6 separate regions of the Mus musculus genome follow, and regions 1, 2, 4, 5 and 6 are each linked to region 3. Evidence: chromatin contacts called from public HiChIP or PLAC-seq and Micro-C data. All regions are on one chromosome and are shown on one strand. The core of a region is the stretch at or near the end of the contact, and the rest is flanking DNA. Distances in the headings are between cores, read along the strand shown. Region 1 has its middle 120 kb from the start of 8030451O07Rik. Region 2 has its middle 20 kb from the start of 8030451O07Rik. Region 3 holds the start of Robo1 (roundabout guidance receptor 1). Region 4 holds the start of 4930500H12Rik (a long non-coding RNA gene). Region 5 overlaps Robo1 (roundabout guidance receptor 1). Region 6 overlaps Robo1 (roundabout guidance receptor 1).

Region 1 (3,835 bases), core at 1,201-3,700, 310 kb after region 3:
TGTGTGTGTAGGTAAAACATACCACAACACAATGCAGGTTTGGCACAAGGGTCTCTCTTGTATACCCCTTCACACACCAGACTAGCTGACTCTAGAGATTCCTATATGAGTGCTAGGTTTAAAGATGTGTGTGTGTGTGTGTGTGTGTGTGTGTGTGTGTGTGTGTGTGTGTGTGTGTGTGTGTGTGTTTGTGTGTGTGTGTGTGAGTGTGTGTGTGTGTGTGTGTGTGTGTGTGTGTGTGTGTGTGTGTGTTCTAGGGATCTGAACTCAGGGAGCCAGGCTGCCAAGTCACTTGCTTTATCCACTGAGCAATCTCCCAAGCCCTGTAGTTGCAGTCTTGATGTAACTTAGCATTCTCTACTAATACATCTGTCCTCTCCTCTTGGCAACATCGAGGCCCACTCCATATGGCACTTAGCACAAGTGCTACCTACCCCTAAATCTGTGCTCTCTGGCTTAACTAGCAAAACATTAACCAAAACTTAAGCATGCAGGTCAGAGCTGCCCTGAAGCCCTCCAGACACCGCTGGAGTCTTGAATTCCATCTAGACCATTCCATCCGGAATAGATTCCTGGGAAGAAAGTAAACTTACACTAGTCACTAGAGAATTCTCTGTCTTTAAGATAGCCTAGAAATGGAGGCAAGCCCTTAAGTTCATATTATGTAGCTCATTGCTAGAGCAGTTGGTCAGCAGTTGGAAATACTATTCAAATTATACTATTTCGCAAAGTTTAAAATTTGCCCCTCATCATCATAAATTATAGCTCCATGTGGTGATTATTTAGTCTACATTTCTTGTTAAACTTCCAAATTATGTCACTTCATCCATTTACAGGAATTATGTGATTAGCCATAATTATCTGAAATAGTTGGACACAATTTAAAAAAAAATCTTACACCCAGGAAAGCAATTGAAATGTATAGCATGCAAACTTTTATTTTTGGCTCACTGACTTATTTCTCTATCACAAGGATATAAAAGTTGGCTCAGTTTGAATGGAATAGGAATTATCTAATTTTTAGGAGATACCTGTTATAGGGGCCACCCACAGCATTTTCCTTCTGACATTAGGCCCGCTTTGAGATAATTCTTGCAGTGAGAGTCCCTTGAAGCTTAAAACCAGCAGCAATGACGGTGGTGATGCTGTGTCTGGTATTTTTACTGCTGGAAGGTGTAGGGGATCTGGCAGCTCTGTATTCCAGTTTCTATGGCATGTCAGTGTGCAATGGTGGAAGGCTGTGGAGGAAGCCATGATGCACTAGTGATCCAGGTGCCCATCCCCCTTTAGAGGGTGTGGCTTTAGACTGTCTTACAACCTCTCATCAACTAGATTTCTCTGTAAAAACAAAACAAAACAAAAAACAAAACAAAAAAAAAACCCCAAAACAAAAAACAAAAAAACAGAGATTCTGACCCCTCTGGTTGAATTAGGGAAAAGCTGGAAGAAGCTGAGGAGGAGGGTGACCCTGTAGGAGCACCAGCAGTCTCAACTAACCTTGACCCCCGAGATCTCTCAGACACTGGGCCACCAACGAGGGAGCATACACCATCTGACATGAGGCCCCCAACACACATACAGCAGAGGACTGCCTGGTCTATGTTCATTCAGACATGAAGCACCTAACCCTCAAGAGACTGGAGGCGGCAGGGAGTTTAGAGGTCACGTGGGGTGGGGGCATCTTTGTGGAGACTAGAAGGTAGGAGGAGGAGGAATGGTGGACCAGTAGGCGGTAAAAATCTGGACTGTAAAAAAAAAAAAGATTAAAAATAACAAAACAAAACAAAACAAAAAACAGATGCTGATAATAGAGAAATGAAGTGGACAAACGATTCCGGTGTTTTCTTTTTGGTAACTTGAACGCATAGGGAGCTTCTTTCCGGGTCTCTGGATTGTGTGTTTCTACCTTAGGGTATCTCATCAACACTCTCCTTCCTAACAGTTGCTAAGGAGTACTTGAAGTTTGTCAGTGGACACACTTGGTTCTCTTTGGAGCCATGGCTGCTCTGTAGCTAGTCCATTCACTGTCTGGCTCAGAAACAATACTGACAAGATGAATGAATTATAATCACCCCCTTTAGTTTATTTAAATTTTATCTTATTTTCCTTCACAACCGTATTCTCAGCTTTTGTCGTGTTTAACCTGATAAATTATTCTGAACTGAAATCCAAGAGACACTTTGCTGGGCTCCAAGAGAGACTGCACGGAAAGGACTAAGAGAAAACTCTTATTACTTTCAAACTGTTATGCGAGGGATAGATGCCGTTTCCTCCATCTCCACATTAAAAGGGAGTGAACTGCCCGTGGCCATAGAACCATACATGCAGTGGTCTCTGGACTCCTACAAAGCAAACTCCTTCTATCCCGCCAGGTGTGAGGTTCTGTGCTTAAGCACCAGACACGCCCTAACCACAAGAACTTGTTCTCCTGCTGTAAACATGATCTTCTCTTTCTTCCCTCAGGCTCCCTCTTCAGCTTGCCTTTCTCTCTCTCTCTCTGCCAGCTTGCCCTGCCCCCACAAAGACTCTGATTTCTGATGTGGTTTAAGCTGCCTGTTTAGATTCTGGCTGCAACCACTTATATCTACCAATGTGGCTCCTCTCTCACCCAGAAAGACACTAAATACAAAGGCGTCTGCTTTTATTTCCTTAGACATCCTTCACAGACCACAGTGTTGGCTATAAGCTTTTTCCATTATGCAAGGTTTCTATTTTTCAAGAGCAACTATGCTTCAAGTCCTACCTGCTGTTTTGTATATTTTAAATCTCCTTTGATTGTTAAGTGTTGAAGGCATGCACAACTTTGCATGGAGCAGTAATTGTGCATACATAGTATCAGCTGAAAGTGACATGGAAATTTCCAGAATAGCATTCACAGCTGTGAGAGTTGAAGCCTGTGGGGCTATATGACCAGAGACAGAGAATTAGAAAATCTTGGTTTATACTTGTCTCATCTGAATGAACAATCTTAAACCAATGGCTCAGAGAGTTGAGCTGCCAAGCTCAATTCAGAGAGATACTATCTTTTTTTTTTCCCTTCTTCTTCTGTTCAAACTTCGACAAGCTGTAGACAATCTGCTAATCTTTAGTCATATAGAAACATAAATCTCTCATGTGAGAAGAATAAAATACGAGAACAATTCAAATTAGATCCATGTGTTAAATCCCTCTGGCCCACTTACATAGGCAACTTCCCTTACACATTTTGGGGAACAGTCTGTTAGAATATTTACTCAACTGAAGTCTATTTCTAGTATAATTTCTCTATATATCCCAACCTGGGGAGATACGCAAGAGTCTGATCCTGAATAATACCACACAGAAAAAGAAGAAGAAGAAGAAGAAGGAGGAGGAGGAGGAGGAGGAGGAGGAGGAGGAGGAGGAGGAGGAGGAGGAGGAGGAGGAGGAGGAGGGGAGGGACAGGGAGAGGGGGAGGGGGAGGGGGAGGGGGAGGGGGAGGAAGAAGAAAAGTGGACACAATCCCTTCTTCCTCCGACAATATTTGATTTAACCTTAGATGATTCTCATAACACAGTCTTGGATAATCTTTTGCTTTAAGTTTCCCAAGTGTAAGGCAATCATGTCAATTTCCTATCTGCTACATTGTTCTGCCATCCGTGGGTCAGAAAGCAAATGTTTCAGAATGACTTTGGCTGTGCTATTTAAACAATATGTGAACATTTTCATGTTTCTTTTACTTGCCCACTTTAGGGCTATCTTTCACTGTCAAAATTAATGCCCCTTTGTCTATTTTAATATTATGCACTTGTAAGATGGAAATGCATTGTAATAAAAATGTATGTGACTCTCCTTAAATATGTTCAAGTCAAACTGA
Region 2 (3,953 bases), core at 68-2,567, 450 kb after region 3:
GTAGAAATCTCCTAGACCACAATGGACTTGGTAAAAGGGCAATATGCTGTCCATAATGCTTACTAGACATTAGCTATTTGTATATTTTTATCTTGATGACTCTCACAATATCCACAGAACAAGCAAGCAGGAATGTTCTTGATCCCATTGGGAAGGCACCTCTTTCAATTCCCCCACTGTTCACTTAATAAATCAAAGTGCTATAAAGAGTTCGCGATGGCACCCAACAGCATTATAATTTGGTTTAATTTAATTTCCGTTCAATGTGTCCCAGGCCTGTGTTATTCTTGCGAAACAGAATGTTAACTAAAGTTAAAGAATTCAAATAAAAGACACGATTCTCTTGAGTAGGGAATATTTATTGAGGAAAATTAATATAAATCTTCATTGTCCTTAGGGATTCCTCTAGGTAAAATACTGTAAATTACTTTCCTGAGAAAGACAAATACTTATTGCAGATGTGATGGAAATTCGCGTTCTGGCCACAAGGTGGCAGAATAAGCTAGGAACTCCTTAAACCTTTTCAAAAAATCCCAAGTCTTTCAGTGATCCAGGTTTATCATATTTCAATGAAAAAATGCCGAGACAATTGTATCCTGTGCCTCCGTTAATCTGTACGAAAAGCGACTACAAAAGAATCGGCAGTGGAAACAACAGAGATAACTGGATGCTCTTTCCGACCCCTCGCAGAGAAATCTCAACCCCACTTCAGCTTCTACCATTTCCCTTGAGCAAACAGAGGTCCACTCGCCCTGTTCCTGAGATAAAAGGAAAAATCCTGCATAGGGGCCTCTAAAAGACTGTGCCTTAAATGCATCTTGAAAACAGTGCTGGCCTGGAGAACTAATCGTCTTCTATCCTTCTCCTGTGCGACAGTCATACGAAATAGCCTGTCCTCTCCTCTCGGTATATAACATGAAGTGACCTTACTATAATGCAAACACATTAGCATAACCGTCCATGTGGTCACATATACAAAATTAACAGAAAATTGCATCACCTACAGCATTATAATTTTCTTCACTTGTGGATAGGATAAAAAAAAAAAATCTTAACACTAGGCTTGTTTTAAAATCACCGCCTGCCCTTTAGTAACTTTGTGAAACTGTGACTATAGAATACAAGTGCAACTTTCACGAAATGAAGTGGAAAGTCGAGCCTTGGTCATGTGTTCTGCAAAAGGCCTCCATTTTTACTCAAAGCCACCCCCGCCTTTTATATCTTTCCAAGATCATGGAATGGATTTTATAGCATCTGTAGAGCTGGAAAATTCCTGTTCACTCCTCAGAAGATGACTCAGTCATTATCTCTCTAATCCACCTCATTCCCTGAAGGGTAATGTTGGGTTTGGTTTGCTTGTTTGTTCCTGCTATAGCTCCCCCCGCCCCCCGCCACCGATTATAAAGTTCCAGCTGCCTGGGTCTCTGAGAGTGTTTGAGGGGAGACAGTCCACTTTGTCACCTTATAATCTCAGCTTCCGTTGGAGAAGTCTGAGCTGAAAGAGGTCCTCAGGAAACCCTTTGCTAGTGGGCCAGAGACAAGAACATATGAATTTTAATACTGCTTGTATGATAGTGGTACTATGCTGCATCATGCCTGTTTTGAGATTATACGTATATTAAAAGATTAACATGCTATTAGTGTCCAATTGGAGCGATTCATTCTCGTCTGAAAATGTGAAAATATTGAAATTTTGCTTGAATGTTAGAGCATTGGCTTTCTAATCTTCATATCGTCTGAAAACCGTGCCTCTGAGGAGTCACAGTAGTGAAATTAGAACGCACGTACTATTTGATTCATATGTATTTGTTCTCTGTGTATTCCCTTAAGACTTGAAGAATAAAATCTACAAGTAAATGTATAGATGTTAGTGGTGGTGTGTCAAGTGTGTTATAGAATCAAATAGAGAACACTATGTGATTTTTTTCATGAACATAGCGATATGACCTATTTGAGAAGTGGATATGAAAATTATTCAGACTTTAAATCGCAGGCTGAGCTGGATTACTGTTAGATTATACAAAAACTGACACTACCATACAATATACATTCACAAATAAGTTAGCACATGGTAATATGATTCTAATTTTTTTCATTCTCATAAAAATACACACAAGAATTCATACTAAGATAATTAAAAGATGAGCCCTGATGTTCTCAGGCAAAATATTTACCAAGAAAACTTTAGAAGGGAGGAAAAAGTTTTAGCATTCATTTAGAACGGAGAGACTCCAGTGCCCAGGGAACTGGTGGTTTCATCGGTCCATTGGTACGCTCAGGGGTATGTGATTTGAAAAACTTATTTGTAAAATGCTTAATAGAGCATTAAACTTTCCAGTCTTACAAAGATTGGCAAAATAATTTTAAATGGCAATAGTTGCCTGTACAAAAATTAATATTCATAAAGAGATAAGCCTAAAGGGAAAACGAGATCATTATGGTCTTAGAGAAAAATAAATATGTATTCATTTTTTTCTGTATTTCTGACTCAGGGCATAAGAGTGATTGTGTGTGTGTGTGTGTGTGTGTGTGTGTGTGTGTGTGTGTGTACTATATACCACCATTTGAGAGCATTTCTATAACATACGTGAAAATGTATTTAATAAACATGAACTGTAGCCGAGTGTGGTGGCACATGCCTTTAATCCCAGCACTTGGGAGGCAGAGGCAGGTGGATTTCTGAGTTCGAGGCCAGCCAGGGCTACACAGAGAAACCCTGTCTTAAGAAACAAACAAACAAACAAACAAACAAAACAAAACAAAAAACAAAAAACAAAACACCCCCCCAAAACCAAACAAACAAAAACACAAAAAGAACCAACCAACCAAACAAAAAAGAACCCCTCAAAAAACAAAACAAAACAAAAAACCAACCCCCCCCCCATAAACTGCATTCTTCTTCACTATACTTTCCAAATTCTAGTTAGAAAACATAGGTTATTTCCACTACACTATAAATACATATATTTACAGAATGTTAAATGAGCTTCTCTTTAACTTTTAGGAAGAACTAGTTTGAATGTATCCAGGAACAAGTAGAATTGACAGGTCAAATTCCATATGAAATGAAATGCTATCGGGAAGGTGGAAATAAGAATGGTTGTATTCATAACACGTGTGCCTACATTCACTAATATGAGAAACTTTCTGTATTGTGCACGGCAAGCACAATGTCTAAGTCACAATGTTCACACTCCTCTAGATTGTTTAAATGTGAAACAGCAGTTGCCTAGATAAAACTAAAGTTCCTTAACAATTTTCATTGGATATTTTATTTATTTACATTTCAAATGTTATCCCTTTTCCCAATTTCCCTGGCCCCAGAAACCTCCTATTCCACCCCTCCTCCTCCTGCTTCTATGAGGGTGTGCACACACCCACTCCTGCCTCCCCACCCTCAAATTCCTAGACACTGGGGCATCAAGCCTTCACATGTCCAAGGGCCTCTTCTCCCATTGATGACCGACAAGGCCATCCTCTGCTATTGATGCTGTTGGAGCATGGGTCTCTCCATGTGTACTCTTTGGTTGGTGGATTAGTCCCTGGTAGCTTTGAGGGGTTGCAAACCCCTTCAGCTCCTTTCTCTAGCTCTTCCATTGGGTACCTTGCGATCAGTTCAATGGTTGACTTCGAGCATTTGCCTCTGTATTTGTCAGGCTCTGGCAGAGACTCTCAGGAGACAGCTATATCAGGCTCCTGTCAGCAAGCACTTCTTGGCATCCACAATAGTGTCTGCGCCTTCACGATTTTTATAAAGTAAATAAAATACTGCAATCACTTCATTATCATTTAAGGCAGAGCTATACTTTCTTGAAATAACATATGCCTATTTGTTTTTATCTTCCATATCAGCCTGAGTGGTTTCAAAAAACAAGGAACATGCTACTCAGAGCTTGCCTTTAAGTAGATTTTAGTACTAAACTTTTAACTGACCTGAAGTTTGTTCTTTTAGT
Region 3 (3,706 bases), core at 829-3,328:
AACTTTTAGGCCTTAATGCAACTTGAAACTGGCTTAGTATGTGGCTATAATTTCCCAAGGTGCAGTGTGTGTGTGTGTGTGTGTGTGTGTGTGTAGGACTGAAACAGGATCCATGATTGAAACCAGAATCTACCAAGAGGGAAGAAACAGAACTGGGGTCTATGGTTCAGTCATCCATAGCTGAAGATTCTTAAAGGGTACAGGGAAACTGTTTGCCAGCCCCCGCTCGGTTCCTTCTCTTGGGACAGAAGGTTTCTTAAACTGCATCTTTCCAACCCTTCATATGCAGCTGCAGAACTATTCATCTTACAAACACTAAGGGCAATCTTCTGCTCTGTCTCGCCAATGAGGACTACCAGGCAACTTACTTGCAAGCGCCTGTTTTCTTTCTAAACCCAGTCAGGCAGTGGCTAGTTTATATCCTACCACGAGAAGGAGTTATTTCCTCAAGTTTCTTCAGAATCAAATTTAATTACAGACTTTGGTTACATAAAACAACTTCTAACAACCCGTTGAGCTCAGAAACGGGGGGTGGGGGGGTGGGGCGGGACGGGGACCGGGACCAGATTTTGGATTGCTGGGGATTGAGGATCACAAGCCCCCCTCACCCCCCACCCCCACTCCGTGCCGCTTGCCCCTCCACTCCAGCACCCCCTAAGGATCCCTCAGATGGGGGATACTCATTTGACCTAATCCTAAGAGCCCAAAACAACCCGCTGCCTCTACCACCCAAGTGCTTAGACAGGCATTTGCCCAGAGTGAGCTGGGCGTGCCCTGAACTTGGCGAAAGGCCGAGGTCTACCGAGAGGTTTGGGATGGTTTCAGGAGAGTTTGGGGTGATAGGCCAGAGGGGACAACCTCAAACGCGAAACTAGAAACCTTTCCCTGTAGAAGTTCTGGAAGGGTCGAGCCCCTCTGGCCTTAGAAGGGAGAGGTCGCCAAGAGTCAATTCAGGGTTGAGGGTCCGATTCTGAAGAGTGGAGTGGGGACCAGCGAAAGAGATGAAGGGTGAAGAAGGAGGGCGCAGGTTACCTGAACAGAGACATATTAATCCAAAGAGGTAAAAGCGAGCAGGCTCCGCGATCATTGTCCTCGGGTAGGTCCTGCATACAGTCTCATGCCAAGAGAAGGGAGCAGAAGCGGAGATCTCCAAATTTATGGAAGCCACACACCATACACCCTACACACAAAGGCTTAATATAAGCAACGTGAGTCAATCCGCCAAGAGTTTGCAGGGCAGTTTCTCGTCGACCTTTCCGGAGGCTTGTCAATCCCTTTGCAAAGAAAAAGCCCAAGGTTTGTCTTCCCTAGCTCCGGGTTTCTGAAGAGGCTCAACCACTTCCAAGGCTCATCCAAGGCGAACAACAAAGAGCCTAAACCGAGGAGCAGTTGTGCGGTTTCCTGCCTCCACAGTCCTGCTGAGCCTCCCGGCGTGCGCCTCCACAGCGTGTGCCCTGGCGCCGCTGCGCGGCGATTGCAAAGTTGGGGTGTGAGAGCAAAGGAAGAGATGCACCCCAAAAAGTGCTCCTCCGTCTACCGGAGAGCCAGAGAGTAGCAGGCCACCCCCCTCTGGCGGAGATTGCAGTCAAGGTAGCGGCGGCAGCTGGGGAGAACAGTCTCTAGGTTCACGGGGTGCGCCTGGGTGACTCTGCGCACCAGGAGGGAGCGAAGGGGCGGTACGGCGACAGCGGCTGCCTGGGCGGGCCCTTGTTCCCATCACTCGCGGGATGCGGAGGGCACCGGGGACAGCAACAGGACCGCGGATGCACGAGCGCCTTCCGGGCGCCCCCAGCCCGGCACAGCACCCAGCATCGTCCCGGGTCCTGCTTCTACTGGGGCGCGTGTAACGCACCTCCGAACCAAGCTGCAGCCCAAACTTCCCGGGGTGGCTAGTCTTACTCCTTGCTCCTGGAAGCTTCGGAGAGGCTGCTCCGGGCGGCCCCGGGTTGGTGGGAAAGAGCGAGCAGGAGGAAGAGGATGCTGCCGAGGCTCGCCCGAGCTCCGCTGGGAGCTTGCAGCGTCTGAAGTTTCTGCTCTCACGCTGCCTCCTTTCGGCTCGACAGCTCGTGGGTTTCCCCCTCAGTCCCTGCTGCTCCGGGTTTCCTCCCTCTCCAGCCCGGCTCGGGAACCTTTAAAGGGGACGCTCGATCCCTGCCAGGCCCTCACTGGCGCTGCTCAGACAAGTTCTGCGTGTTAATATTTCCATCCACATGCCTGGAGCGCCCAACTGCGCCCTCAGGTGAGATTTCAACGACTCAGAAGCAGAAATCTCAACGAATAAGAACTTGTTTTGGGTCCCTTTCCATCTCAGGCTCCCCTGCACCTTTCTCCAAATGGAACCTCCCAAACCAAAGACTTCAAAATCCTCCAGGTCCCTCTTAACCTCTTCTTTACCGATTTAGGGAATTGCAGTAAACTTCCAAAGAAGTTCACTCACTACCACTATCACCACCCCCCATATTCTCTTTAAACGAGCAAACAAACAAACAAACAAACTTATTTGCTTTCTCAGCAAAGAGGCTTTAGGAAAGTGTAAATTATCTAAAATATAGTAGTGGATGGATATTCTCTTTTTATTGAATTTGCTGGCGGTCCTGTAGAAAGGAGTGAAGGCTTAGGTCTTGGAGACTTCATTATGTTTACAGGAGAGTCTAGGTAGCTTATAGATATTAGAGACTCAACAGTTAAAGAAGAGTAACAGATGGGTGGTAATACATTAATCTAAAGTTTGCAGTGATGGGCTCTTAGCATCTCAAAAACTGGGCCACCCCAAATCCGAGGGTATCAGGTACCTGTGGCCATACTAACTTTATTCTCTCTTCTGAAGAAAAAAAAAATGGGGCCTGTGGGGCTACTTCATGAGTAAGCTAATTAGGCCCGAGATGAAACATGCCTGGGATATTTGACAGACAAGTTTTCACAAATTCGTTGTTTTCTTTTTTGTTATTATTGCCTATGACACGATGAAAACCATATAATATCTGCGGAAGGCTCTACAAATTGCAGTTGTTGACACAGCTATCGCTTTTATTAATAAGTTACTCTCTTCAAAGCTATGGTCTATGACTTCAAGATGAGTACTTACTGCCTTCAACTATGGCCGGTGGCATGACGGCAGGTGAGGAGGGTTTGAATTTATTTTGTGTAGACGGTTGGACTTTTCCAGGTTTCCCTTAACTGACTGCCTGCATTGCCTACCTAAACTGCAAGTTTCAAAGAGCCATGTGCTCATTTGGGTCATGGCTTCTGTGGCCCGTGAACTCAGAGCAACTGTCTGTGAAAAGACAACCTGGTTAACAGCACCTTACCTTTGAAAAGGAAACACAATTTAATCCTGAGAAAGCTGACTGAAAACTCAGTAAACAAGCCAAAGATAAGAAGTCAAAGATTCTAACCAGAATCTTTTCAGCAGTAAAAACAAGAAACGTGCAGTAAATGTTAAGAGACATACATTGATTTGGTATCTGTGAAAAGATAGTTTGGTGAGAAACAGAGAAAATAAATTTTCCTTGGAATAAAATGAACTTTTAAGATAAGATACCCCAGGAATAGAACATAAATAAGCTTAGCATGATGAAGGAGGGGAGGAGAAAACGAAAATCTCCAATCCCCAAGTTAGTCAAGGGGATTTTAAATGAAGATTTTGAAGTTCCATCTAGTGAAGGATATATCCTCTTATTTTCTTTTATTTGTGTGTGTGAGTATG
Region 4 (3,950 bases), core at 465-2,964, 410 kb before region 3:
TTTAGTTTACACTCCCAGGTATCAGTCTACCACTGAGGGGAATCAGGGCAAGAACTCAAACAAAGGGAATCTAGAGGCCAGAGCCTCTTCAGAGACCATGGGGTGGGGGGGGGGGGGTGTTGCTTACTGACGTGCTTCTCATAATTTGCTCAGCCTGCTTTCTTATAGAACCCAGAACCACGAGCCCAGGGATACGTACCACCCGCAATGGACTGAGCCCTTCCCCATCAATCACTAACTAAGAAAATTGAAAGATCTTATGAAGGAATTTTTCTCAACTGAGGTTCCATCCTGTGAAAATAATCCTGATATAATTGTTGTCTCCCAGGCTTACTGACCCAGTCTGTTAACCTAGGCCTAGTCCTGGAAGCTTCTAGCCTCCATACAATTTAGTCTAGCCCTAGAATGTTTTCTGCCTCTGAGACTTACTACTGAATAAACTCACCCTTTCTAGTTCTTTCTGAGCTCTAGGCTGGCTGGCTCACTCAACTCCTCTCTAAGCTGATTGATTCGATGTGGCTTCTCTCCTGGCCTCTGTGTAAATTGTTCTGCTTGGCCTCATAATAATTTTGGCAATCTGTTCTAATCTTCTGTCCCCTTCACACTCTCTGGCTTGATCTATCTTCACCTGTGTCTGTCTCTGCAACCTGTCTCTGTAAAACTTACCTGGTAAAGCAGCCTCCTCTTCCATCCCCCTGTGCTGGTCTCTCTTACGTTGTCTCTTTCATCTCTCTTCTTATGAGAGTTGGGCAGATCCTATTCTGTCATATCTTTCTCTGATTCCTCACTTCGTCGGTCGGCCACTCGATTAGACATCGCTTTCAAACATGGTTGCAACCTTGTACAAACTAACCTTCCCTTCATTGTCTGAGATTAAAAGTGGGTGCTAAGGGCTGAACCACACCACAACTAGAGACATGGCTTTTTTCAGTAGATAACACAATCTCAGGGCTCACAGTGTGATCAAATTCCTGCCACACCCTCCTTTCAGATAACTCTAGCTTTTATCAATTTGATATAAAACCAGCCAGCACAACTGACTCCTTGGCAACCTTGTGACATAAAACCACATCACTGTTAAACCTTTCCTTTCTTGTTCTCCAAGACTGTATGTTAATATCAATATTACTATCTAAACATTCCAAATTTTACGGTCCCACATCTTTAAAAATTCAAACACTTAAAAATTCTGTCTTTTAAAAACAGCTAGTCTATTTTTAAATCTAGTCTTAGAAAATTCAAAGTCTCACAACTGTGAGGTCTTGACAAATAAAAAAATAATTAAATACTTTCTTAGTTCAAAAGGGAAGAACAAGTGGGTAATCGCAATCTGAACAAAGCAAAACCAAACTCCAAAAGTAAAAATAACTCACTATCCAATTACCTGGGATTCACTAACCATCTTCTGGCCTCCTACAAGGGGCTTGGGCCACTTCTCCAGCTCCTCTGTAGCACACACAGCTTGTCCTCTAAGCTCGGGTAGGCGCCATTCTATGGCCACTGCTGCTCTTGGTGATCATGCCAAGGTACTGGCATCTCCACAATGCTGGGATCTTTGACTGCAACTGGGCTGTGCTTTTACCAATGTCCTAGGATTTATTCATGATGCCGAGCCTCGGTTTCTCTTCATGACTCCTTCAGTCTATCTGGCCTTCAACAGCTACTGAGGCTGCACCTTCACCAATGGTCTCTCCTGACCTCTCACAGTGGCAAGCCACAGCTGCTCTCCATGACCCCTTTATGACATCAAAACCAGTAGCACCTGGGTGACTCATACTACCAACTTCAGCTGCCAGCTCAAGGTTCAAACTAGGCTGCCTCTGGGACACAGCTTCCATGTGCTGACTCTCAGGAAACCGTTCCCAGAAGACGTCACCTCTGTGATGCTACTCTTTCCTTAATTACCACTAAGTTCTAGGTTCTAACTAACCAGCATCAATTGCCCCATTAAAACAATGATTTTACAATTAACCTGGGCCCATAGGGGCTCATAGAGACTGAACTGCCAACCAGAGAGCACGCATGGGATGAACCTAGGTCCTTGGCACATGTGTAACATTTGTGGAGTTGTGTGTGTCATGTGGGACTCCTAAAGTGAGAGCAGGGGGCTGTCTCTGACTCTGTTGCCTGCCTTTGGATCCCTTTCCCCTAACTGAGCTGCCTTGTGTAGGTTCAATAGGAGAAGATGCACTAGTCCTAATGTAACTTGATATGCCAAAGCTGGTTGATATCCATGGGAGGCCTCCCCTTCTCTAAGTAGAAGGGGAGGAGGTGTGGATGGGGTGGGAGGAGAGGTGAGAGGGAAGGTTTGATCTGCATGTGAAGTAAATAAATAATAACAAACACTCAAAAGAAAAACAAAGGTTTTAACTTTTGTGGTTCTGGTATCTTGTTCATCTCAGCTAATTCCTCAGCCCCAGCTAATCAGCAGCACAAATTCCTCAGCTAATTCCTCAGCCCCAGCTAATCAGCAGCACAGATTCTTAACTCATATCTTTCAGTGGAATCTTTGCTTTCCTCTGAAACTTGACAAACTAGGCCTCTACTGTCTGCACTGCTCTCAATATTCTTATCTTCCTATCTTATATAGAACATCTCCCTGAGCGCTCAACATACAATGGCTTTTCTAGCCCAAAGTTCCCAAGTCCTTCTGCAATCATTCAAAAAACACTGTGGTCAAGACTGTCACAGCAATACCCCCACTATCCTAACACCAACACGTCTAGTAGCTTGTACTACAACCTGAATGGTGACTCCCAAGATGACCACGTTACTTCTGCTCTTATATTAGTAGCAAAAGCAAGTCATAAGTTGTTAAGACAAACATTGAGGCAAACACTGAGGATCGATTTCTCTGCTTCATAGGCTGACTCCTAAAAGCATTTGGAGGAGATGAACGGGAGAAAGAAGAAGTCCTAACAGAGTGAGTCAGCATATGGCTATCTGGTTCTAGGTCCTAATTCTATTTAGTATAGACAGTTCCTGATATAAAAAGAAGAGGGGAATAAGCTGTTGATGAGAACTAGATGATATTGAACCGGCATCTGAAAACTAGAAGCCAGCTGAAGAAATTATGTTGATTGCTAAAAATAAGAGCTAGCTTTATCTACCTCAGGACACATTAATATGAGAGTTCAAGTTGATAGTTACATGAAGAGGGAGCAAGTGTGAAATCTCTCCTCTAAGAAATCGACTTCTACTAATTTGATGAAACTAAAATTAGAATTTACAGTGAAGTTAAATCCCTCTTTTCATTGGAAATATATATGGGCTGTGAGCAAGATTTCAAATCCTAAATGGCCCATTTAAGAGCCATTTCATCTTAGGCAAGCCTTGGTTGACCAGATATGCAGTGGAAGTAATAATATGATGAAAATATTAACAAGAATAATGATAATGGTGAAAATACATTTATGAGAGTTTTTTAAACACATAAATAAGATGACCTATGGAGAAAATTCATGTTGTATTTATAAAACTGCTAAACAAATTTTTATCATCATTAAAACCATAAACCATACCAAGTAAAATACTTGAAAAAAATTACACTTCACAAATCACGAAGCTAAGAACTACCAGAACCGCAGCTATTTAAGACATTGCCTGGTAATCCATTAATTACTATCTGGCATTGACACATTTGGAGTTTAATGCATAATCTTATAATTTTCCATTGTATTTTATAATAATTAAATATGTAATGTGTGCATGCTGGAAAGAGGTTCTGAGAAAATATCAGAAAAGCATTCATCACCACACATTTTCAGTGACTCCATCCCAATTGTAAAATTATTCAATACCAACCCGATGTACAAACAGGTTGATTATATCTGAAAGCATTTAATTCAACAGGGCTTGAGGAGGTAGAAGCCCTTTAGGAAGAAACCATAAATCAGTAAAGTCAAATGCAATAAGCCTGTACTACGATGAAACGAGACGAATAATTGTAA
Region 5 (3,753 bases), core at 538-3,037, 280 kb before region 3:
GGGAGCCATAAATTGTAACAGTTTCTGTGACAGTGTTTAAAAGCTTGGCAGAATGCCCTGTGCATCTATTTTCTTCTGGTTAGATTTCATGTCTTATGGATATGTCACAACCTATAAAGTTGTTATAAATACCGCACTAAATATAATTTCCTTTAAAAGATGGGGCTATTATGCTATGTCAGACACTGGTTTGGAAGCTAATTCATCTCTCCCAAGATAGACCTGGCAATCGTAACGCTCACAAATGAGTTATTAGAGTTCAAACATAACAATAGCCTAAGACTGTGGTGAACTGTCTCATTTGTTTATAAGTTGTAATAGCTTTTGTTTGTGGGTTGTTTTTTTAGATTTATAAATTAAATTCTAGAATAAATATGTAGATGGTATGTATACGTGTATAAGGAAATACATACACACATGAGAAATAGAGTTGTAGACAAGTGTGAGGCATAATTAACCAATCACTGATTTGAAATCACAGGTAGTAAATATTGGATAACCCCAGAAGACAATGGACTATTCATGATTGAATTTTCTGAGTAGGAATTAGGCAGAATCTCTTTCCTATCCTAACTATTCTAAACAGGGCTGTTTCCTCATTTTAATTAGTCACATAAGGAGCATAATTAATTAAACATAACAAATGTTATTTTCCCATTGGTCAAATTACCGTTGAGCCTTGAGTCACATTCTGACAGGAAAATTCAGTGGCGTCTACAACTGGATATGCAAGGTAAAGGAACTGAGATTTTCTGGACTCTTGATATTTATGGATGAACTGTTTCTAGAAGCAGGGCAGAATACATTGCAGACTTCAGCTTCCTAATGCCTCCGATCTTTATTGTGACCTTCATTACCCAGAAAGATAGGGACATTTGTATTAAATAATCTATATTTTGATTTAGCACAAAATGTATTTTGGCTTTAGTGTCCTGCTCCCACAGAACTACCACTGCAGGTGGACCTCAGGGGGTGCGGCTGTCAGGGCACAGTGACAAGCTCTGAACAGAGTGACCTCAGCAGGCCATGCAAATCTGAAGTGGTCATTAATATTAAGAGGTTTTAGAGGCTATCTATTCATGAATAATATTATTAGCCTTTGGATTGTACGGAAGGACTCTAGTAGTACAGAGAGAATGATGCATGGGCTGAGGAGTTTAAAATTGGCAAAGCAATCAACCAGATCAGTTAGCAGAATCAGAGCTGATATCAAACACCTCCTGCAGAATGCTCGACAATACAACACTGAGTTAAACTACAATGCCTTTTAACAGTCTGTGTGCCCAATAGTCTTAATATCCATTCATCCACTTAGTTCCTGTTTCATAAAACCTCATCGTAATTGTAGCCCTGGCTTTAATGATTGTAACACAACCTTTGCTACTATCTTTGTGACATACATTGTTAACTTCTGGAAAGTTCAGAATTAAAAAGAATCCTTTGCAAGATCATTATCATTTGCGTCAATCCACAGAATGTTTCCTTATTCTTTTTAACTTCTCTGTAGACAAACAATACAGAGACAACTTTCTGTGCTCCGGGGAGGAGCTGCTGAGTCAGGTTCGGCCTGAGTATCAGTTTATTTACCAAGACACTTACAGTTAGGATTTTTGTCTCGTCTGAAAATTTTCTGTTTCCTTATTTTCTTAGTCTGTCTTACTTTATGCACTTAAAATATTCAATGTGATATTATTAAAATATGCAAATGGTCCAATGATTGCTGCTTTACTCTCTTCCCAGCACAGACCACAGACAGAATGAATCACACATCTGAGCCTCTCCAGCTCTGACCCAATACAGTTGGCTGTTGGCAGTTAGGATCAAGCCACCAGGTGCTGCTTGGGTTTTCCTCCTGTGTCTGTGCTCTTTTGCCACTCAAGCAGAGGTTAAAATGTGGATTCATATTTCAGTTTCAATAAGTATTCGTTAAAACACAGCAGAGAATATCTAAGTAGAAAAGCCAAGGAAGGGCTGGGGGCTGGATTTAGTTCTGTAGAAGATCAACTGCCTAGGAAGAAAAATGCATGAAGATAGTTCCCAGCCTCTCTCTCTCTCTCTCTCTCTCTCTCTCTCTCTCTCTCTCTCTCTCTCACACACACACACACACACACACACACACACACACACGCACACGCACTCACACACAGGCACATGTACACATATACACACATGCAACACACATATACAAATGCACACCCCCCCACAAATATACACAAACACCACATACAAAATACACATACAACATGTACACACAGCAAATACAACACACACATAGCCAGTACACAGAGACACACAAACCATATACAGGCACTTGCCCTCACAATGCACATACCAGAAAAACGCAGATACACACACAGATCATACTAGTACACATGTAGACACCATACACACAGAGAACAGATAAAATACAAACACTCATAACACACACATACATATATAGCTCACCTACAACATATGCATACAATAAATGTAGACACACATACCACAACAAACACATGCACACACACCACACACAAACATACATCACACATGCACTAGCACATACACATGCACACTCACAAATGCAGAAAAGGGATCAAGGGCAGAAGGGGGAGGGAAGGAGGGAGGAAAGGGCAGAAAATCCACAGAAGGGTCCTCGACTCAAGAAAGGACTATGAAAGTATCTTTTACAGATACTGTCTCAAGCAGGGCAGAACAGGGTATAGGGTGTAACTCTCTGCTAAATGTGGTACTTGGCTCATTCACCGACACCACAAAAACTAAAAAGTAAAGAGAAAAAAAAGCTTCAAAAAAAAAAAAGAACAGAGAAAAATAAATTTCAAATCAGGATTCCTTTTAAGATATTGGAATTAACTTTCTTTGTATTAGGGGTGAAAAATCAAAACACTATCCTTATTTAAAGTACTTTTTTACTCATGATTTTAATATGCTGAAGCTTTCCTATCTGAATCCCATGAAAGAAATACTCACAGGGTGGCTAAATGGCTAAGTGCATAGAGATTGCTTTCAAGTGCAAACCGACTCCAATATTCCCTCTTAAAAGGAACCACATAGAACTACAAATTACATTGCTAACTTTGCTATAACTGCGTCCTGCTACCAAAGGGATTCAATTTTGATTAGGTTCCAGTGTAGTAACTAATATTTACTACAGTCTTCACAAAGGATGAAAAAAAATATAAAAACTCCAGATCTCTGGTTTCCTTTAAATTCTTCCTAGCTCTTTCTTTGAATCAGAGTGTTGCTTCTCTTCAGTACTCTGTCTACTGTTCTAATACGTGAGGGTGACTTACACAGTGATGCTAATGTCCGTATTTAATACAGAATGAAGCAATACAGTCTTTGTTACTCACAGATTCCCCCCCCCCCACACACACACAACTTCATAGAAAAACAAACACATTTGAAATGAGAATATCTGAATTTAGCAAGTGGCTCTGGAGCCGATCATTTGTAACCAATTTCCATTGAAACCAATTCTGGCTTAGGAGCAAGAATTCCATATGGAAAACTTAAGGCTGGCTTAGCCATGGAACTGAGTTTAAAATTGCAGGAAGAAGCCATATTTTGGTTTCAGTGCCCATTGTACACGACACAGAACTACTTGTTTATATTAGCAACAGTCTAGCAGGGTAGAAGGCTCTGGGCCAGAGCTTGAAGTGAGACTTATTTAACTGACTGCGACAGCCAGCCAGTTTTCCTGTCACAGAGGCCTGGAGACAGACACACCTTTTCATGCTTTGTATTCATCAT
Region 6 (4,082 bases), core at 393-2,892, 330 kb before region 3:
ATACTGCACAATGTCAAGTTCCAGCATGCACAGCAGACAATGTAATATGGGCTAGATAACATGGCAATCTAAGATTCTCTGGGGTTGATATAATGCCCTTGGATCCTACTGATACCAGTTTCTTCAAGAGTGCAGACATGACTAACACACATCCCAAAGAGCATTCTTGCCTAAACGGGCAGAGAAGTGGCAAGAGTAGTTTCAGTGAAACTAGATTAAGTTGGGACAGCCCGTGTGTTCTTCCAGAAGAGGTGGGGGAAATCTAGAGTTAGCAGACAAATGACACTAGGGAGAAGACAAGGGCAAGAGATGCTCCGTGGATGCAGGGTGTGAAGGCATCTGGCGTGAAGGCTTTGGTTGCGGTATCATCGACCTAGTGACGTGCTGGGTCTGTTAGGATCCAGAGTCTGAGAAAGAAACCGGGAGCTGAAGGGATGAACGGACAGGACTCAGCAGTGACATCTGATATGGTATGCTTTCTCTGCTCCATCAATACACAAACGCACACATACACGTACACACACCCGTGCATTCACAGGCACGGACACACACACACACACACACACACACACACACACACACACAGCACACAGCCGTTCCATGGCTGGAAATGATGTTGTCTTCCCAATGAACCACTTTCTGTATTCTATTTTCCTTTCTCCCCCGCCATGATTAGCAAAAGTTATGACCATAGAGTAGACTTTTAAAAGCATCCATGGTCTTTATCGTTCATCTTGTGCTTCTCACTCTACAGTGAAATCCAGGGTGGCGATTTTATGTAGTGGCTGCTACACAGAAGTTCATTATAGCTAACGAATCAATGTTTAAAACTGTGTAAAACACAAAACAAGACAAAGCAACCACTGGTCACCCCGAGCTTCAACTCTAAAACCTTTGTTAACTGCGACTTCCCCAACACTCCACAGTCTCTCGAGCCTTTCGCCATTTCACTGATGAAAACGATGATTTCTAGTGAGTACCGGACAAAAATCCACTTTATTCTAAGCATCTGCTTCTAAATGGAGACAGTTATGTCTTCACTGCCAGTGGACTTTCAAGTAGAGAGTTTGGGGGCTTTGCAATTCTTCATTTACAACAGAACCACTTACTGCTACGTAGGAATTTCTACCCTTGTTTCCCCGGTGGTAATTTTGTTTCCATAGGTTGCAAAATGCTTTAGCTAAGAAATGGGGGCTTATATTTTATTTTTTACGCATGTGCATGTGAGCTTGTGCACGCATGTTCGTGCACAGAGGCTACTGCCAAGAAAACTGAAGCCTACAGCTTAAGTATATACACAAAAGGTGCTGGCTAAACCACCAGGCATTCCAGATTTCCCTAAGAGGAAACGCTTCGATGCCAGAGGCTCCTGTGTGAATGCCGGGGCTGTGACTTACATGGAATTCCCCAGAACACAAAAATATGCTGTGGTTTAATTGGTGAATCTAGTGGATTTTTTTTTTCAGACTTCTTAGCTTTGGCAGTGAGTTGGAGACTGGCTTTGTTTCACAGGTATGAAAACAAGAAGTTAATAGTATCCAGGAGTGAAGAGATTAGAGCCTATTGCAAAGCCCTGGCTAGACGCAGGCAACCTGCTTCATTCAAATCCGTCTTTGTTATACAGCAAGTTCAGCAATGTTCCTGCCCGCTGCTTCTTAGATTCAGGAATCACACCATATTCTAGTAGTTAAACACATTATTCATCTCGACACTCAAAGGCACTCAGCAAGTTAAACAAATTTGAATTATAAAATAGTTTGTGTTGGATGGGTTTTTTTTTAATTTTTTCTTTCTTTTTTAAAAAATCATCTTAATATTACTGGATTTTTTGGGGGGTGGGATAGGTGGGGGTGGTGGTGAAAAAAAATCACCTTATTGTGGAAAATCCTTAAGCCTGTGTTTTATCCTCTGCTTCAGCCCCTTTCAGCTTTCTGCCACCTCGATTTGTGATTTCTCTGTGAATACATTACAACTCACTGAATAATAATCACTAAAAAAACATAAATGTGGGATTGAGGTTCATCTTAATTAGAGGTGAAAAAAAAATCTCTTTGTTAACAAGCTACCTAGATTTCTTCTTGCAAATGTACTTTTCCCTCCATATGTAGATGTGAATTATGCTAAATTCCTGCGGAGAACAAACATCACCCACAAGTTCCGAGCAACTGCCGCGTTCAGCAGGTTTTCAAGGGAACACCTTTCTTTGATCGTGTCTGCTAACCAGCTATATTTCTTAATCTTCCTAAGTGCCAAGGCCTAATCACTTTAACTCCTTTTCATCATTTGCTAAATCAGCACGCCTGCTTTTCTTGGGTAAACTGCTCCCTCTCGTGGTCAAGAACTGAGATGCAGCACTCATACAATAACTGCAAAAATTCCTTGGTTAACAGCTGAAGGGAGAGATCACTTCAAAGTAGGTGAACCAATTCAACATGGAAGTTTCACCTTTTAACAAAGGAAGCAATGTCAAAGACCAAAAAAAAAAAAAAGAAAGAAAGAAAGAAGGAAGGAATACCCATTTGGATCTAAAAACAAGCAAGATAATTACCTCCCTCCACTGCTGACGGCTTCGCCTCCTCTTTGATAAGTTACTAGAATATTATGAAAAAAAAGAGAGAGAGAGAAAGAGAACAATTAATAGACATGCTTATATAGCGGGAGCCATTAAATTCATGAACATCTTTCTAAATGCCATTCAATTTCCCTTCCTATCTAGAGGCTTTATAAAAAACCACTGCAAGATGTCACAGATTTTTGCTCTAGGAATGTTATAGAAGATGATTTTTAGAATAACCATACATCATTTTTAATTTCTCAGTGTCTCTCAATATGATTGCAAGGAGCAAAACTAAAAACTCCAGGACACTGTTACTAAATGGAACTAATTCTGATGTGCACCTGTAAGGATTTGTTCAGACTTTTTCACGAGATTAGATAGTTCTATGACTTCTGTATGTATAACTTTAAATTTTCAGGGAAAGAGACATGGCTAGATTGTCTTCCCAGACGAAAGCACAGACACATGCTCAAATAAACCCTCTTTGCACACACAAAGACTTAAGCCAAGTTGTGACAACTAACATGACCTGTTTTATACGTGGCTTACGATTTTATACGTGGCTTATGAAAACCCCTCGGGTATTGTGTTTCTATCAGACATTATATCTCCATCACACATGAATGAAAAAAAATCTTAATTTTCATTTTTTGCCAGAACAAAAAAACGAATTATAAATAGTTAGGCAAGGAGTTAAGAAGATTAGCTTTCCTGTAAATACAGACACATTTTTCTAAGAAGAAATGTGTTTTTAAAAGCTGCCAAGTTTCTGAGACTTAGAAAAACTCTAAACTGGAAGTCTGCTCGGGAGAGATAACTGTGTCCAGGGATCGCAGGAACTGGATTAAGGCGGAGGACACATAACTAAGGGACATCTTTGACTGCAGGTGATGGGAGAGGAGCGCCCATTCTGAAAGACACGGAATGGGCACATGTTGAAGACTCTGACTTGTTGGAAATGAGGTTTCACGTCTCACGTGGGATGGCGATTTTGGGGGTACCTCCGAGAATACTAATTCTATGGACAGAGAGTTACAAAGGACAAAAACTGTTCTGCTGCTGGAAAACGTGGAGGTTTGAGTCCAGGGGAGACCGATGCACTGCCCGGCGTTATCTAATCAGTCAGATGATTAGCGCATTCAATCATGCTGGGAGGTGAGGGGGAATGTGGTAGGAAAGGTGTGTTTGTTTAACAGGGACCCATGCACACAGGACTAAGATGCAATGTGGCATGCAGAATATGGGCCTGCATTCATTCAGTAGGTGAAAAAAGCAGCACCAACCATGTCTAGTTCAAATGCATGCCCGGCGGGAGTGAAGGAGATTGGGTGTTCTACTACGTGTGCGTGTCCTTTCCCCGAGTTCCAGCTCAGAACGAACTGGAACCAGCCACACAGCAGCACACCACACATGCCAAACTAACACACGGAAGGAAGAGGTTAAGTGCATACAGGTACCTGTTGGCGTGAAGGTAAAGGACGGGACTGAAAAATCAAAACAAAATATAAACTAGTTATTAAGCTGA

Evidence for each region. Hi-C and Micro-C count contacts between places; a contact is called where the count stands out from the background. HiChIP or PLAC-seq counts read pairs in DNA pulled down with a chosen protein or histone mark.
Region 1: an H3K4me3 HiChIP or PLAC-seq map of craniofacial prominence shows a contact between it and region 3, with 5 times the contacts expected there. The contact joins the enhancer-like site here to the promoter of Robo1 in region 3. A contact is called at or near these places in 7 of 39 promoter capture datasets (cranial neural crest, frontonasal cranial neural crest, hippocampal neurons and 4 more), 7 of 484 Hi-C or Micro-C datasets (adipose-derived mesenchymal stem cells, cerebral cortex, cortical neurons and 2 more) and 9 of 115 datasets of contacts at active chromatin or transcription factors (craniofacial prominence, embryonic forebrain, embryonic hindbrain and 6 more).
Region 2: an H3K4me3 HiChIP or PLAC-seq map of forebrain shows a contact between it and region 3, with 3 times the contacts expected there. The contact joins the enhancer-like site here to the promoter of Robo1 in region 3. A contact is called at or near these places in 5 of 39 promoter capture datasets (cranial neural crest, frontonasal cranial neural crest, hippocampal neurons and 2 more), 4 of 484 Hi-C or Micro-C datasets (cerebral cortex, cortical neurons and embryonic fibroblasts) and 4 of 115 datasets of contacts at active chromatin or transcription factors (embryonic forebrain, embryonic limb bud, forebrain and 1 more).
Region 4: a contact with region 3 is called in an H3K27ac HiChIP or PLAC-seq map of trophoblast stem cells, with 2.8 times the contacts expected there. The contact joins the promoter of 4930500H12Rik here to the promoter of Robo1 in region 3. A contact is called at or near these places in 2 of 115 datasets of contacts at active chromatin or transcription factors (extraembryonic endoderm stem cells and trophoblast stem cells).
Region 5: a contact with region 3 is called in a Micro-C map of granulosa cells, with 2.2 times the contacts expected there. The contact joins the enhancer-like site here to the promoter of Robo1 in region 3. A contact is called at or near these places in 7 of 39 promoter capture datasets (the 3T3-L1 cell line, 3T3-L1-derived adipocytes, the HPC-7 cell line and 4 more), 1 of 484 Hi-C or Micro-C datasets (granulosa cells), 17 of 115 datasets of contacts at active chromatin or transcription factors (T-cell acute lymphoblastic leukemia, craniofacial prominence, embryonic basal ganglia and 12 more) and 2 of 9 other capture datasets (adipose tissue and pancreatic islet).
Region 6: a contact with region 3 is called in an H3K4me3 HiChIP or PLAC-seq map of embryonic limb bud, with 4 times the contacts expected there. The contact joins the enhancer-like site here to the promoter of Robo1 in region 3. A contact is called at or near these places in 9 of 39 promoter capture datasets (the C10 cell line, cranial neural crest, embryonic stem cells and 5 more), 1 of 15 datasets of contacts at CTCF or cohesin (embryonic stem cells), 20 of 484 Hi-C or Micro-C datasets (DN3 thymocytes, LSK cells, cerebellar granule neurons and 14 more), 16 of 115 datasets of contacts at active chromatin or transcription factors (craniofacial prominence, embryonic basal ganglia, embryonic forebrain and 11 more) and 4 of 9 other capture datasets (adipose tissue, embryonic tail, liver and 1 more).

The regions. Positions count from the first base shown.
Region 1 is chr16:72,349,251-72,353,085 of GRCm38.p6, reverse strand. It overlaps a transcript of Robo1 not described here. Among named protein-coding and RNA genes, the nearest start is that of 8030451O07Rik, 120 kb to the right of the region's middle. Within about 2 kb of position 2,450, at least 12 of the 459 cell types and tissues checked have an H3K27ac peak or open chromatin away from gene starts, as enhancers often do. A contact at or near this core is called in craniofacial prominence, where this site is marked.
Region 2 is chr16:72,212,460-72,216,412 of GRCm38.p6, reverse strand. It overlaps a transcript of Robo1 not described here. Among named protein-coding and RNA genes, the nearest start is that of 8030451O07Rik, 20 kb to the left of the region's middle. Within about 2 kb of position 1,317, at least 9 of the 459 cell types and tissues checked have an H3K27ac peak or open chromatin away from gene starts, as enhancers often do. A contact at or near this core is called in forebrain, where this site is marked.
Region 3 is chr16:72,661,521-72,665,226 of GRCm38.p6, reverse strand. It overlaps Robo1 (roundabout guidance receptor 1), which reads right to left and starts at 2,078. Exons shown (of 29, transcript NM_019413.2): 1 at 1,033-2,078. The coding sequence starts at 1,087. Gm29908 (a long non-coding RNA gene) reads left to right here and starts at 2,161. Exons shown (of 3, transcript XR_384961.4): 1 at 2,161-2,239.
Region 4 is chr16:73,070,110-73,074,059 of GRCm38.p6, reverse strand. It overlaps 4930500H12Rik (a long non-coding RNA gene), which reads right to left and starts at 1,714. Exons shown (of 4, transcript XR_876153.2): 1 at 1,385-1,714.
Region 5 is chr16:72,937,310-72,941,062 of GRCm38.p6, reverse strand. The region is part of intron 6 of Robo1 (roundabout guidance receptor 1); the gene reads right to left. It overlaps Gm52247 (a long non-coding RNA gene), which reads left to right. Exons shown (of 3, transcript XR_003951918.1): 3 at 1-724. Among named protein-coding and RNA genes, the nearest start is that of Gm52247, 20 kb to the left of the region's middle. Within about 2 kb of position 1,787, at least 4 of the 459 cell types and tissues checked have an H3K27ac peak or open chromatin away from gene starts, as enhancers often do. A contact at or near this core is called in granulosa cells, where this site is marked.
Region 6 is chr16:72,993,626-72,997,707 of GRCm38.p6, reverse strand. Robo1 (roundabout guidance receptor 1) reads right to left here. Exons shown (of 29, transcript NM_019413.2): 18 at 4,015-4,041; 19 at 2,549-2,591. Among named protein-coding and RNA genes, the nearest start is that of Gm52247, 36 kb to the right of the region's middle. Within about 2 kb of position 1,642, at least 15 of the 459 cell types and tissues checked have an H3K27ac peak or open chromatin away from gene starts, as enhancers often do. A contact at or near this core is called in embryonic limb bud, where this site is marked.